Linked DNA regions of Mus musculus: region 1 is linked to region 2. A link is a contact called in public HiCAR-type data. All regions are on one chromosome and are shown on one strand. The core of a region is the stretch at or near the end of the contact, and the rest is flanking DNA. Distances in the headings are between cores, read along the strand shown. Region 1 overlaps Slc10a7 (solute carrier family 10 (sodium/bile acid cotransporter family), member 7). Region 2 has its middle 3.6 kb from the start of Gm6360.

Evidence for each region. HiCAR-type assays count read pairs that join an accessible place to other places.
Region 1: a contact with region 2 is called in a HiCAR-type map of embryonic stem cells, with 3 times the contacts expected there. The contact joins two enhancer-like sites. A contact is called at or near these places in 1 of 484 Hi-C or Micro-C datasets (embryonic stem cells), 6 of 115 datasets of contacts at active chromatin or transcription factors (craniofacial prominence, double positive thymocytes and embryonic stem cells) and 1 of 9 other capture datasets (embryonic stem cells).

What each region holds. Positions count from the first base shown.
Region 1 is chr8:78,542,535-78,545,730 of GRCm38.p6, forward strand. All of the region lies in intron 4 of Slc10a7 (solute carrier family 10 (sodium/bile acid cotransporter family), member 7), which reads left to right. Among named protein-coding and RNA genes, the nearest start is that of Slc10a7, 35 kb to the left of the region's middle. Within about 2 kb of position 1,392, at least 24 of the 459 cell types and tissues checked have an H3K27ac peak or open chromatin away from gene starts, as enhancers often do. A contact at or near this core is called in embryonic stem cells, where this site is marked.
Region 2 is chr8:78,067,292-78,070,370 of GRCm38.p6, forward strand. No RefSeq gene overlaps it. Among named protein-coding and RNA genes, the nearest start is that of Gm6360, 3.6 kb to the right of the region's middle. Within about 2 kb of position 1,455, at least 7 of the 459 cell types and tissues checked have an H3K27ac peak or open chromatin away from gene starts, as enhancers often do. A contact at or near this core is called in embryonic stem cells, where this site is marked.

The DNA.
Region 1 (3,196 bases), core at 142-2,641, 480 kb after region 2:
ATGATGCCATCAGTCAGTGCTCTGTTGCTTTGACAAAGCGCTGTGGCCAAAGCAGCTTATGAAAGTTTACTTTGAGTTATGGTTCTAGAAGGTTAAGTGTTCATCTTGAAAGGAAGCCATGGCAGCAGCCAGACATGGCAACAGGAAGTTGAGAGCTTACATCTTCAAATGAAGACACCAAGCATAAAACAACCGGGGAGTGGGGAGAGACTATAAATGCTCAAAGCCCCCTCCTCCCCCCAAACTTCCTCCAGCAAGGCCTGCCCCTAGTGATACACTTCCTCCAGCAAGGCCCGCCCCTAGTGATACACTTCCTCCAGCAAGGCCCGCCCCTAGTGATACACTTCCTCCAGCAAGGCCCGCCCCTAGTGATACACTTCCTCCAGCAAGGCCCGCCCCTAGTGATACACTTCCTCCAGCAAGGCTTTACCTCCCAAAGGCACTTGAAGCCCCTCCTCCCCCTAAATAGCACCACAGCCTAGGGACCAAGCGTCCAAGTGAGGGACATTTCTTATTCAAACCACCACTCTGTATACTATTAAGGCAGTAATTCATTTCCAGTTACGCTTTGCCCAGTGTCAAACCTTTACAGAAAAGTCAGGATGCATACCTGGAATGTTTCAGTTACTTCTATTTCTTCTACTTTGTTTCCACACAGGCAGCCATAGCCTTTGGAGAAATGCCCTTAAGTGTTTGCCTTGAGCCTTCAAGGACTTTGAATGGAAGAAAGGAAGAGCTTTCTATAGCTGGCAGGACCTTAGAGATAAATGAATAACTTCTCTGGTGTTAACTGTGCATTTTTGAAGCCATCAAAGAATGAAACAACATGCACAAGATTTTAGCTGAATGGATCCTCTCTGTCTTCTTTTCCTTGTGTAACTTTGGATGATGGTAAACCATCTACTTAAATATCTTCTATGGAAAAAATGATTTGGACATTAGAAAACATTAGCAGATTCTCACTCCCCACCAACAAACAAACAAACAAACAAAACCAAGTGTCTCACTTAGGACTACTCTTAGGGCTTCTGTTGCTGTGATGAAACACCGAGACCAAAAGCATCTTGAGGAGGAAAGGGATTATTTAAGTGCTTACATATTCAGAATCCCAGTCCATTGAGGGAAGCCAAGGCAGGGACTCACACTGGGTAAGAACCTGGGGACAGGAGGTGATGCAGAGGTCATGGTGGGTGCTGCTTACTGGCCTGCTCCTCGTGGCTTGCAGAGCCTGCTTTCTTACAGAACCCCCCACCATCTGCCCAGGGGTGGTGCTACCCATAATGGGCTGGGCCCTCCTCCATCAATCACTAAATAAGACAAGGCCCTACATGCCTGCCCCTAGCCTACTCAGAGGCATTTTCTCAATTGAAATTCCTTTCTCTCTGGTGATTCATTCTAGCTGTATCAAGTTGACATAAACACTAGCCAACACAGCAGGATACACTGTGTAGGCCAGGTTTGCCTAGAACTCCCTGTGTAGCCCAGGCTGACCCTGAACTAGAGATCATCTTGCTTCTGCCTCCTAAGTGCTGGGTTATAGACTTATGTTACCACATATATGTCTGATAAATTTTATTTTTTTAAATGAATGAAGTTGATGCCCATTGTTTAAAATGAACAGTTTCTCCTTTATGGAAGCGCCAGTTTATCTAAGATTAAAATATATGTGAGAATACTCCTTTTAGGTCACTTACTGTGATAAATACATTTTCTATATTAGGTATGTTGTACAAAGCACTCTTTAGCTTTTTCATTTCTCTAAGAATTGTGTTAATTATCTTATTTGTATAGTCTTACACTATGCTGCTTTTATAGTTGGGCAAATGAGGATGGAGAAGTTAACAAACCTGTTTCAGGTCCCACAGCTAGGAATTCCTGACCTCGTCAGGACACTTCCATCCCTCATCCAAAATTAAAACTCTATTATTAGCTCTACTGAAATCCCAGTGCCATGTTGGTTCTTCACCAAAGTGATTGGCTTAGTACTTGTAAGTACTAAGGAGTAGAAGTCAGCACTACCAGAACAGATTGTGAGTGCTTGCAGTTACTAAGGGGTGAGATACTGTTCTGGTGACTGAATGGGTGAGCCTGGTCAGTAAGGGAAGTCATGGGCCTACAGAGCTCTCTGAAGAGTTGGCTCTTGAATGTGAATGACACATGTTCTTACTCAGCGTGGCTGGGACTTGCTCTGTGGGATCAGGATAGCAAACTCTGGAAGATTTATGAGACAGGATCTGGTGGAGAGGGTGAGCTCAGATACTGTGTGGAGACTTGGTCGCTGGAATGGTTTTACCACAGTGGGGAGCAGAAGAAACTAGCCAGGGAGGAAACAACTGTAGTTCAGCCAGCAAATAGCTTGAAAAATTGCTTCTTGTGGCAAGCTGGTGGCAAAGTTATTGCTTTGTGGTGCCCCAGAGATGCAAAGTTTGATTGGGTGGTGAGTGACACAGGCTGTTTCTATGTCCTGCATTATCCTAGAGTTGTGGTTCTCAACTTCCCAATGCTCTGACCTTTACTATAGTCCCTTGTTGTGATAACCCCCAACATAAGATTGTTTTTGTTTTTAACTCATAACTGTAATTTTGCTATTGTTATTGTTGTGTCCGGCCAGCAGACCACAACCTGGGTTTTAGCCTGGAAAGGCATTTTGGAAACCTGGAAGAGAAGAGGGGCTAGGTGGCGAGAGAAAGGAATGTAGCCAAGACAGTTACTCTGATCAAGGCTCAAATTTTATTGTTGCGACACTAGTTATGAAGGAAGGGGGAGGGGACCCGATTCCCGCTGAATAATCTCTGGTCCAGTAGAAAGGTGCACGTGTGTGGCTCCGCAGGTTCCAGCAGTGGGCGTGGCAGAACGAATGAGCAGGAAGCTCCACCCCTGAGCAAGCAGGTTTCAGGCTGGGGGAGGGGAGACTACAGTTATGAATTATAATATAAATATCTCTGTCCTCTGATGGTCTTAGGGTAAACCCTGTGAAAGAGTCATTTGGCCCCCAAATGGCTGTGCGGTGGGAGTTGGAGGGAAAGGCAGGTTCTGTCTTAAGAATTCTGCCCCCTACAGAGAAGAAGCTGAAAACTAAGCTGAGGGGCCCTGCCATGCCCACACAAGAGGCCCCGCCACGCCCGCGCAGAGGAAACCACTGTCCTGTGTTTGTTTTGATTTCAGCTCCAAACTCTCTCAGGCAGCCAATCCTACG
Region 2 (3,079 bases), core at 205-2,704:
CAGAGGTGCATGTTGCTAAGTACCCGCTGACCACTGAAGCATTGGAGGCATCAGGATTAAGAAGCATAGGTTGGACCTACACAGGAGCACTATCAGCCTGAAGAGTATGAGTGACCCAGAGTGGAGAGGCAGAGAAGCCGACTAACAAAGTGATACAGAGAAGGATGGAGTCTACATGCTGAAGGAAGTGTGGGCTGGCCAAAGGGTGTGTGCAAGGGAGGCTGGGACAGCCAGAGAGCCTGAAAGCTGTCGAGTGTCTAGCTATGAAAGTCTAGATGCTGCAGTGAGCAACTAGACCTTAATCCTAAATACTGTGGGCAAAGGAGAGCCTCCTTTCATCTGTTGGCTGAATGCAAGTAGCACTTGGTCTTGGAGAATGAGCCTAAAGAGGGCAGGGTTAGAGGGGGGGGGGCAGTAAATTGGCCACCTGAGAGCCTTGCTGGGGCACAGCGTAGGGTGGTGGTGGGTGGTATATGGAAAGCCAAATGTGTACCTTGTATCCTGCCATAGCTACAGAGCAGGGACTTGCTTTGTATATTTTAGAAATCTCCTTCCTTGTTCATGTCTTGCCTTTTAGCTCCTCTGTCCCAATATCAGTGATTTCTTTATCATTTTGTACCACAGTCTTTAAGCTTGACTTCGTAAAATCTTCCATGAGGTGAAGCCCGGGAAGAAGGAGAGAACAGAAAGATGGAAGAAAGAACACAGCCCAGTGATATTTCGAAATTGTTCTTCTTCCTTTAAATATATTTGTTGCAAAATAAAAGTGAGGTGTCTGTCTTGCATCCGGCACACACTTTCTTGTTGGACCAAATGTCATTGTAGCATGAAGTGCATTATAATTCCGTTGAGGACATACCCCAGATGACGATGACATTTTAGGACCAGCTCCAGCTTTCCTCCTTTGTTTAACACCTGACAGTGTGCACACCTGCGTGTTTAAGCGAGTGACAGTGTGTGCACACCTGCATGTTTGAGCGAGCGGGAGCAGCAGTCAGAACAAGTTTGTGAGCTCATTGCTTCTTCACGACGCAGGGGGTACAAGAGAAGATTTGCGCAGCCCTTGCCACTAAGCTGCACAATAGGTTACCTGGAGCCCTTTGAATTCAAACAAAGAAAGTCCTCAACCTGATTAGAATTAATCAACCCTGACTTGACTTTTCTGCTTCATCTTTGGAAAAACAAAGATGATACAGGTGGGCAGGCAGGACCCCTGACGGGTGTTAATGGGGGGTTTTCAAGTTTGTCTTGCTTTCCTTAAACTATTAAGAAAGAACAAAAAACACTACTTAGAATAGAATCAATTTTCAGGAAGGGAAGAAAGAAACCTGAGAATTTATTATTAAAGAAAGAAATAGAGCCAAGGTGGAGGGGAAAAAAAGGCCCTTCTCACATCTCCCGGCCAGGTGCTCTGTGCATATAAATGTTTCAAGTTGAGCTTTAAGATCAAGGGAAAGTCTGTAGGGAGCCTTGTTTCCTAGAGGTCTGCTGGCTGGAGCTGCTGCAGGATACAGGCTGCCCATTTTTATTTCGTCATTAAGGATTAAAGGAGACGAAGATTCTGGAATGGTAGCTCCTTGGTTTCCATTAACTTTGTACAAGACAGTAAAAAGCAACCTTCCAAGGGACGGTTTGCATATGGATTTCCGGCTATAAACTTACCTCCTTCCTGTCATCTTCTGAGTCTGTTTAACACAAAATTGCCCTGCCTCTCCTGAGCTCAACCAGCAAGAAAGCTGTCTTGTTGCAAAGACTGAGAATGTCTGTGCCTCTCAGAAAGCCTCCTGCTTTTCACAAGAGAGTGGAGGGAAGATGAAAAGAATTTCACATAAGATAGCTGGGTGCTCCCGATACTGTGAGTAGCAATTGCCTCCAAAAGCTCCTTACTGTTGCTCAAGTTCTCTGGGCATTCCATGTCTGAACACAAGATCGCAGGTGGAGCAACAAGGCATGTCCATAGTTTTAATTTTCTCTCTCTCTCTCTCTCTCTCTCTCTCTCTCTCTCTCTCTCTCTCTCTCTCTCTCTCCCCCTCCCTCCCTCCCTCCCTCCCTCCCGCCCTCCCTCCCTCCCTCCCTTCCTTCCTTCCTTCCTGTCTTTTTTTCTTTCTTTCTTTTTTTTCAGCTGTTTGTTTCATAGCCTTTTGTCAAAACTCAAGTGGGTCTGAATATACTCTTCTGAAGGCTAGTGACAAAGTAACATCCACCTATGGAGATGCTCCTCATTCCAGTACTACCCCTCACTTACAGAGAAAGTGCTGATGAAGAGCCTAGCTTTTAACAAAATGATGGCCCTGCTGTGATCCCAGCACTTGGGGACTGGGGAAGGAAGATCAGAAAGCCAAGGCCTGCCTGGGCCATGAAGTGAGTTCTAGCTCAGCCTGGGGAACTCAGGGAGACCTTGCCTCAAAATTTAAAGCCATTACATACTTGAGAAGTGACTCAGTGGTAGAGCTTCCTCAGCAAGGGCAGGCTCCAGAATCACTGCCCAGTGTCAGGGCAAAAACAAAGGAATAACAAGATGATTTCTTATTTAATCCAAGCAACCTTTACAGGAGACTTAGAGTTTGTGCAAATGTATACTGTCTGTTGTCAACACTTTTAAACATCAGTCTCAAAAACTTCAACATGGAGATCAAAAGTCTAAAGAAGCCAAGTGACTGTCCCTGGCGCATGGACCCCAGCTGACAGGGAAACCTGTATTCTCCAGCTCCAGCTCCTGGGGTATGGAGCGAGATTACCGTGACGTTAATAACTCACATTTTCCATCACTTATTCTCAGGTGTCACAGCACAGAAGCAGATCATATGATACAGACGATCAAAGATAGCAAGGACAGCACGGAACATCTCAAACAGAAATCCTTGCATCATCTACCACATTTTTATGTCCATGATTATTTAGCATCATGGTTATTTTAAAAGTTGTCATTGATATTGACACGTTCATAGTCATTGCTACTTATTAATGCGCATAGTTACAGATACTCATACTCTTACCTACTGGTTATACTTATTTTCTGCTAAAGCGCATGCTCGTTCCCTGGGAGACCGAGTAATGACATACATACAGATACTGAAGG